2 separate regions of the Oryctolagus cuniculus genome follow, and region 1 is linked to region 2. A link is a contact called in public Micro-C data. All regions are on one chromosome and are shown on one strand. Each heading gives the region's core, a stretch centred on a gene start, on an enhancer-like site or on the middle of the called end of the contact. The rest is flanking DNA. Distances are from core to core; before and after follow the strand shown.

What was found. Hi-C and Micro-C count contacts between places; a contact is called where the count stands out from the background.
Region 1: a Micro-C map of ear pinna shows a contact between it and region 2, with 3 times the contacts expected there. The contact joins the enhancer-like site here to the promoter of TRIB2 in region 2. A contact is called at or near these places in 2 of 6 Hi-C or Micro-C datasets (ear pinna and psoas muscle).

What each region holds. Positions count from the first base shown.
Region 1 is chr2:190,283,203-190,287,459 of mOryCun1.1, reverse strand. No RefSeq gene overlaps it. Among named protein-coding and RNA genes, the nearest start is that of TRIB2, 250 kb to the right of the region's middle. Within about 2 kb of position 2,704, at least 2 of the 8 cell types and tissues checked have an H3K27ac peak or open chromatin away from gene starts, as enhancers often do. A contact at or near this core is called in ear pinna, where this site is marked.
Region 2 is chr2:190,031,417-190,035,871 of mOryCun1.1, reverse strand. It overlaps TRIB2 (tribbles pseudokinase 2), which reads left to right and starts at 1,491. Exons shown (of 3, transcript XM_002710045.5): 1 at 1,491-2,520. The coding sequence starts at 2,251.

The DNA.
Region 1 (4,257 bases), core at 1,455-3,954, 250 kb before region 2:
GATCATATTGAAATATACCATACATTGTTGCAAATGATAGCTATGTTATAGAACACCAGAACACCAGAAAGCATTGTTTACTTTCTTATTCTGCATCTGGGCCAATTCCTTAAGCCACAGAACAGGAATCTGTCAAGATTAACATAGTGCCTGGAACAGTTCACATTTCTTAGATTAATTAATTCATGTGTTATAGATACAGGAATTTTTTTATTTTTTAAACTTTTATTAAATAAATATAAATTTCCAAAGTACAGTTTATGGATTACAATGGCTTTTTTCCCCCATAACTTTCCTCCCACCTGCAACTCTCCCATCTCCCGCTCCCTCTCCCATTCCATTCACATCAAGATTCATTTTCAATTATCTTTATATACAGAAGATCAATTTAGTATAAATTAAGTAAGTATTTCAACAGTTTGAACCCACACAGAAACACAAAGTGTAAAGTACTGTTTGGTGCTAGTTATAGCATTAACTCACATTGGACAACACATTAAGGACAGAGATCCTACATGAGGAGTAAGTGCACAGTGACTCCTGTTGTTGACTCAACAAATTGACACTCTTGTTTATGGCGTCAGTAATCACCCTAGGCTCTTGTCATGAGTTGCCAAGGCTATGGAAGGCTTTTGAGTTCACTGACTGTGATAATATTTAGACAAGGTCATAGTCAAAGTGGAAGTTCTCTCCTCCCTTCAGAGAAAGGCACCTCCTTCTTTGATGGCCATAGATACAGGGATTTTTGTGTTGCTTTCCTTTGTGTCTTTTTTTTTTTTTAATTTAGAAAATGCACTCTCAGGACCACTAGGCATTGAGGACTTCTATTGGAATAATCAGCAGAGAAGCTTGGAGAAAAAGCCTGTTTTAGCTGTTTGTATTTGTAGTATTGTGCAAGGTCTATGGTGAGGGTTAATCTTATGTGTCAACTTGTTTGGGTCACAGAGTCTAAATATGTTTTCAAACATCGTTCTGCAGATTTCTGTGATGGTATTTTTCGATGAGATTTAGATTTAAAGCAGTGAAATTTGAGTAGAGGAGATGCCCTCTATAAAGTGAGGAGGCCTCATCCAATCAGCCGAAGGCCTGAATAGAACAGAAGGTTGACCCCCCCCCCCCTTCCTCCAGCAAGAAGGAATCCTGCATCAGGCAGCCTCTGGACTCGCACTGCAGTTGGGTCCTTCCTGGTGCTAGCCTGACATCTTCCCCCATCAGACTGTGGACTCTTTATAATTGCCAGAGCTAATTCCTTCAACAGGTCGTACATGAACCCTGAATAACAATACAAATGCATCCACTCACTGCTGACCGGTAAGATAGCTTCACTTCCAAGTGCCACTCGGGCGTCCTCTCTCGCCTTGACTCATCCCAGTCAGCACCGTGCAAGCTCACCTGACAGTCACGTTTGGAGATGCAGCAGATCCATTGTACACAGAATCCCCGTTGAGGAGGTAGCAAGGTTATGGAGAGCATGAGCCGTGAAGACGTGGAGAGCCAGCCCCCACAGCTGTGCTACTCGGATCACCTTGCTCTGAAGAGAGGTGTGGGGCACTGAAGCAGACCAATCTGGGGTGGGCTTTGCACCTGGGGGAAGGGGGAGCAGAGTGGACTCAGGACAGAGTGCTAGAGCTGCAAGGGTATCAGGGTGTCCTGGGGGCTGTAAAGTGGACAGAGGGCAAGTGCCTGAGTTTCCCACGGCTTCTCCCCCAACATTGCCAGGCACAGTCAAGAGGGGGGATCACACACTGCCCTACAGGATCTCCCAGGGCTTCATGGGTGTAAGTCCCTGGTGGATGAGGTTACATTCTTACTACTTAGCGAAATGGAGACTTGAAAAGGATATTGTCTGTTTATAGAATATAAAGTTGCATTTCCCACAATCTTGGATTTTGTAGGCGGAGATTTATACCTGCTGCAGAAATTAACATTCTAGAGAGTAAATGGTGATTACCACTGTTGCTATTTAGATGACATCCAAGGGTTCTCCAAAAAAGTTCTTGAAAATAGAGAATTAAAAGTTAAATTTATTTAGGTATAAAACATTTTTGAAATCCATTTATCATATACATTTTCATGAACTTTTTGATGTGCCTTTCTGTATTGAAATACATTAGGTGAGTGTAGTAAAATAACGTGCTTACAGGTACAGTTCAGTGAGAATGGTACAAAATGGACTGACAATGATGAAGAAGAAAACATTGGCTTTGTGGTCTCGCAGAACAGGATTTGAGTCCCAGATTCATAACATGCCCAGGGAAATTTACAGAGGTACTGAATTTTCTCAGACTGAAGAATGGGAGAAATCTCTTCACTGTCCTTGAAGGACTTTTGTCAGAAATACACTTGATTATAAATAAAAATCACAGGCCCGGTATCCAGCACAACAGGGCTCAGCAGCTGCTGCATCCAGGGTCCAATTCCAGCGCGTAAAATATGGGTGAGACAAAAACACTTTTGTTGGGCTGATGAAATGATGCATGATTTGCTTTTCATTTTTCCAAACTTTCTGGAATGTTGCATCATTTTTTTCAACAGAGAAATATATTAGAAAGTTTTCCAACTCCTGCTGTAGGCCCTGCAGCCCACAAAGTAAACACTGGGGTGTGTCAAATGGGTTTGGTTTCCCTCTCTGTCCCCAGTGCCTGAGCCCTGAGAGGGGAGGAGCATATGGGAGCCAGGCACTTCCTCCTCAGTTAATCACAGCCTGGCTGACTGATTGCAACACTCCAAAACTTCATGCTGTCCCCGGCCTTTCAATGTCTTGCTGAACTGCTGTCCAAGGGCAAATTTTTTCTGTCCAACAGACCTGCAAGGTTGCTAAGCACATAGAAGGATAAGGAGAGATTTGAGTTACTCAATACTTGTTTTGCACAAGTCTGTTTAAAAAAATTGCATCATATCCCATTTGAAGGTTTTGCAATGGAGGGTGGATACCTAAACTGCAAGTTAAGTAAGTCTGAGCTCTGGGCACCTTTGTGATTGAGACATCCTCAATATACTCACATGGAAAATATTTGGTTGTTCTCACTTTGAAAAAAAAAAAAGCATGTAGAAAGCCAATGAAAATAGATCCCGATGTTCCTTGCACATATAAAATACACTTACACCATGCCCCATCCTGTTTCTTGTCAGGCATTTGGTACATTTTACTCATGTGGTGAATACAAATAGGATTAGTCTTTGGCCTTTCAGAATCTAAATTCCTTCTAATGCTGCAATTCACCCAGAGTTTTCTGTTAGCACAAAGAACATCCATTATGGAATTAATTGCCAGTTCAGGTTCAAATTCTGCTTCTGACATTAGCTGGTTAGATGGCCTTGGGCAAATGGCCTATTCTCCCTCGGTCTGATTTCTGCAGTGTTGGAGAGGGGAATGATAACAGGGCTCAGGCCACAGCCTGGCATTCCCTGGGGATCAGTACACATCAGTCCCCTTCCATCTCAAGTGGCTCACCCTAGTCACACTCATCCATTACACACCACTCCTCTCCAGGACCTTCCTCCTACCCTGGGATGGGGCTACAGATTGAGGGCCAAGTGAGACTTGGGCACTGCCCTACAGGGAGCTCAGAGAATCCTGCTAAAGGCAGATGCCTTGTACACCAAGAGTTGGTGGCACTGGGGGAGGGTGGGAGGTACTGATTGGGAGGGAAAAGGAGAAATTCTTCCAAACTCAGAGATGCCAGGCATCATTCCAGAAGAGCAGGGCTTCATCTAGTTACTTACCGTGAGCAAGGCACAAATTTCAGAGATTTGAGCTGAGCCCCTCAGTGCAAACCAACCAGTCCACAGTCTATTTGCAAAGTGGCTTCTCTACTCAGTGCTTCTGTTGCTTTGAGATGTCATTTACCCACATAGGCTTCCACTTCCTCCATCTATAAAACGGGGCCAGCGCTCCATGGATATGTGTTCTTGAGGGAAGGGCATGCAGTAAAGGGACTAGGACTAGATAGAGAGGCTCATTGAGACACAATGGTGTAAATGACATAAAAGTGTGTAAAATCTGGTGAGAATGTGAGAGATTTACATGGTGTGCAATTACATTCTTTTAAAAAAATTTAAGAGATTTACTTATTTTACTTGAAAGGCAGAGTTACTGAGGGAGAGGGAGAGATGCAGAAAGAGAACTGGCGCCCATACGGGATGCTGGTACTGTAGGCAGCAGCTTAATCCACTATGCCACAGCACCAGCCCCAGTAATTACATTCTTAATACAAGAAGGGTGGGGCCAGCACTGTGGCACAGTGGATTAAGCTA
Region 2 (4,455 bases), core at 242-2,741:
GATCCATTTGGAAAAGGTTCTAGATTTCCAAGGCTCTGAGTGGGTTCAAGATTCTTTGCTCCCGCGTCCCAGCCAAGCGGACTGGAGTTAATAATTCGGCGGTGAAACGGCTGCCTTCACATCACCTTCAGCTTTGAGTGCATCCGTGGTCCATGTGCTAGGGGATAAGAGAGAAGCCCTGCGGCCTGCAGCTGGGCGCCCGCAGCGCTGGTGCCAAGGATTGTCACCCTGGGCCTTCTCGGCACGATGGGCAATGCCCTGAAAGCAGGGGGGAGTATAAAAGATTCAATGTGGTCTGCGTTAAATGTCTTCTTAAGAAAATTAAATACTCAGGCTGGGGAAGGGGAGGAGGTAGTGGCACCAAAGGAAAGCAAGCACACGATTTCTTTTTAAACGGGGAGAGGGATGCTGGAGATAGAATGAAACGAATTCGTGGAGCTCCAGGCAGTGGTACTGTTCCGGGCACCTTCTGGGAAAACAGAGGCGCTCCTCGCTCAGCGCATCCGAGCAGAGTGGGCCAGAGGCTCCGAGTCCGCCCGGCTTTCCGCGGGAAAGCGCCAGGAGGATGCAGGCGCTCGGTTCAAAGGCAGAGCCTTGGCGCGGTCCGAGCTGCGCCGGGCGAACCGGTGGGGAGGCGCGGCCCGCCTGCAGCGGGGCACGTAGCCGGCACGGGGCGCGCTGCCCGGACGGCGCTGGCCACGGCGCCCGGGGCCGGGGGGCGGATATAGCACTTTGTTTACCGCCCCGAGCCCCAGCGCCGGCGGCCCGGGCCGGGAGCCGCAGGGGCAGCAGCGGCGAGGCTGACGGATGGGCACCCGGCTCAATGAGGGGCGGGGGGAGCCGGCAGGGGCGGGGCGGGGCCGGGGCGAGTGTGTCGGTGACATTGAATGGGGAGACCGGGCGCGAGCGGGGCGCGCGCGCGCGCACAGGCAGCCGCGCTCGCGCCGAGATCCCCGGCCGCGTAAGTAACTATTAATACCGCCTGGCCGGGAGGTGCTGGCGTGCCGAGCGGGGGCTGGCCTCGGCGCCGTCGGCCATCCCCTTTCATCCTTAAATACACTGCCCTCGCCTACCGCTGCGGGGCCAGGGAAGAATTAAGGAAGAAGGCGGAAAAGCGTCAATTTTCTCCAAAACAAACCGCGCGGGGCGCTGAGGGTCCGGCGCAGGGGGAGACGGAGCGGTTGCCAGTTGTTCCGAGGCGAGCCGCGGCTCTCCGGCGGGAAGGCGACGCCGCCGCGGGTGGGCCGAGCCAGGGGGGCGCATCCTCTCCCGGTGCCCGCACGATCCCGGAAGCCCGCGCCGGGGAAACCGGAGCCCGCCGCTCCGTCCTGGCCCCTGCGCGCTCTCCCGGCTCGGCTCGCAGGAAGACCCGGAGCGCGGGCGCGCGGCTGCAGCATGCGCCTGTGCTGAGCTCGGCGCGGCGGGCCAGCCCGGGCGGTGTCGCGGAACCTGCGCCCGGCCCGCGCCGCGACTCTGCCCGGCTCTTGCCATTTTTTTTTTTTTTTTTTTTTTTTTTTTTTTTTTTGGCAGCGCTGCGGACCGCTCCAACTTACATGCTCCCTTGCTATTTTTCTTTTGTGTGTGTGTGTAATTTTTTGGAGCGCTCTGGCGATCTTGGAACAGCCTCAGACGCCATCTACAGTTGAAACGTAGGTAACTGCCCTCGCCGGCACCCCCCTCCCTTCCACGCCCCCCACCCTTTCCACCAAAAAAGGGGGTGCAGCGCGGATCCTGGCTGCCGTGCGTCGCGAGCCGGCAGACCCGTGCCGATTTCCTTTTGCTTTTTGTTTGGTTTGCAACGCGTGGAGCCTGCGCCGCCGCCGTGCGCTCCCGGAGGACTGCACGAACCACACACAGCCGGGCTCCTCCGCCCCGCGTGCGATTCCCAAGGCTGCCTGGGCACCGCTTCGGGAAACCCGGCTCTGCAGCCCCCGTCTGCGCGGCCCCGCGGCTCCTCCAGACCCGCGCCGGGGGAAAGAGCGAGCGAGCAACTCCAAGTGCGGCGATTCTGCGCGTCGCTGCCGGCTTCGGGGTAACAAAAGGACCCGGGCTGCCTGCGGAGCGAGTGCCCCCGGGAGCCGGGTTCGCAGGAGACCAGGTACCCGGCGGCGCCCATCCAGGGGCTCCTGACTCCTTCTCCACGCAGCCCCGCGCCTCGCTACCCGCCGAAACCCGGGGCACCGAGGCGCCTGCAGCCGCACTCGTGCCGCCAGCGGGTCTTTTTGTCTGTCGTGCGCGATCCCCACACTCATGAACATACACAGGTCTACCCCCATCACAATAGCGAGATATGGGAGATCGCGGAACAAAACCCAGGATTTCGAAGAGTTGTCGTCTATAAGGTCCGCCGAGCCCAGCCAGAGTTTCAGCCCGAACCTCGGCTCCCCGAGCCCGCCCGAGACTCCGAACTTGTCGCATTGCGTTTCTTGCATCGGGAAATACTTATTGTTGGAACCTCTGGAGGGAGACCACGTTTTCCGTGCGGTGCATCTGCACAGCGGAGAGGAGCTGGTGTGCAAGGTAAGGAGCCGGGGGTGTTGGTGTTTGGGTTAAAAAAAAAAATTCCCTGGGCCCTTGGACAGGGGCCGGCGCGGGTGGGGAGGTCGCCGAGCCCTGAGTCTGGGGGAGGGAGATCCACCGGGTCCCTGTCCGTGGCCTGGATCCGCGGGCTTGTTCCTTTATTTGCTGCTGTCGGACTAGTTGCGAAGTTTTTAGAAAGGTTCAGACAATGGGGCGGGCTGCCGCGGGGGCGTTTTGGGGAGAGCCCGCGGCGGGGAGGGCGCGGGACTGCGCGGGGGCCCCCGGACACGCGTGCTCCCGAGGCTCCCGGAGCTCCCTGGCGCCAGGCCGGGACCCGCTGCCCAGCGACTGGGGCGCGGGGGGCTGGGAGGTTCCCAGTGGCTCTCCCCTCTCGTTCCTGCGTGGATCTGGGAATCCCCCTCTAATTTTAAGACCCTAGTGACTCGGTCCCTCTCGCAGCCATTGTTCTTCGCAGCGTGCAGGTGTTAAACCTTTGTTCCGAAGGTGCCCTTTTTCGGAGACACACAAAGGTGTCCCCTCGGGCTGTGCCCAGGGGCCTGGCGCGGGGAGGCAGTTTACAAAGACCTTGTAGCCTTGATGGGAGATTGGGTGGAAATCAAAGCCGCGGGCGCACCTTCGGTGAAGAGCGGATTGTTGGGGTCCCTCTCTCCCGTCTGTTTCTTTTCTTGTCTAGACTTCCTTGCCTACACGTCCCACCATCAACACACACCTTGCCCCGTCAGCTTAGAGCTTAGCCCTTGGAGCCCCAGGGATTGGCAGGTAGAACCACCCCGGGGACAATTTAGCTGCCTTTTTGTTTTTGACCCTGCAGGATGCCTGGCTTGTGTGTGTCTGTGTCTTTGTGTGCACCCACCGGGCACCAGACAAGAGGCTGAAGAGGGGAAGTACAGTAGAGCGCATTGCTACCCAGAATTGGACATAGATCAAGAATCCATTGTCATTTAATTTTAGATTTGCTCTCTGTTGTTTTTCCTGGGGGGGAGAGTGGGGGTCGGGGGTGGGGAGCCAGGACTCCTGCTGTCTTTGAAACAGGCTCAGTGCACAGCTGTACTACAAATAATGCATCACACTCTTACCATGAGCCACAGACTGCTTTGTGAACTTGTCTTATTTCATACTGGACTGGAGTATTTCATTGCAAAAATTGGGTTTGGTGTAGCTCTCCGGTCGGTTTTGTGATTGTCCGACTCAGACCTTAGGGAGAAACCGGAGCCGCTTTAAATATTGCTTTTTGCTTGGACTGAGCCTGCGGTATTTTGCATCTTTTCTGAGTTATTGAGACCCACAGCAACTGTGCCCATTTGACCAAAATTTAGTAGGCAGTTCAGAGCTGGACTGGATTCTCAGAAGTCCTGCAAGGTTGCACAATAGGACAGTCATCCTTTGAAATGAATGAATTCCACAGAGCTGCTGCCTCCAATGAAATATGCACAATCACCCAGCAGTGAGTGTTTTCACTCCTTTTGCTCAACTTCAGTGCAGCATTTTAATATTTTTCAAAGGCTGAGGATGCTTTTAAGTAGAGAGACTCTGGAGCCAGATTCTGCGCGAGCATCTTGCTGCTACTTCTTTGTTTAAAATCGGAGATGACTCTGGCCTCTGCTCTCTTTTTCTCCCGTCAGACTCTTCAAGACATATTTCACTGCGGGCTGACCTTACAGGGTCAACTGCAGACCTGCTCTCTGGCCTGAAACTGTACTTAATCTGCTGCTTTAGTTATTGCAAAGATGGAATCAGCCCCTCACCAATTACAGTGCGACTGCGAGTGGATTTAAGTGCAGTATCATTGTTGTGCTTGACAGAGGTCATCCCTTTAAGATACAGCGGTTTCTGTATTCTGCCTTTTTACCAGAGGTGACGTGAGGGACTTCTTACACAAGCACAGTTGGATATAGCCTAGGAAGCTCCCAGTGA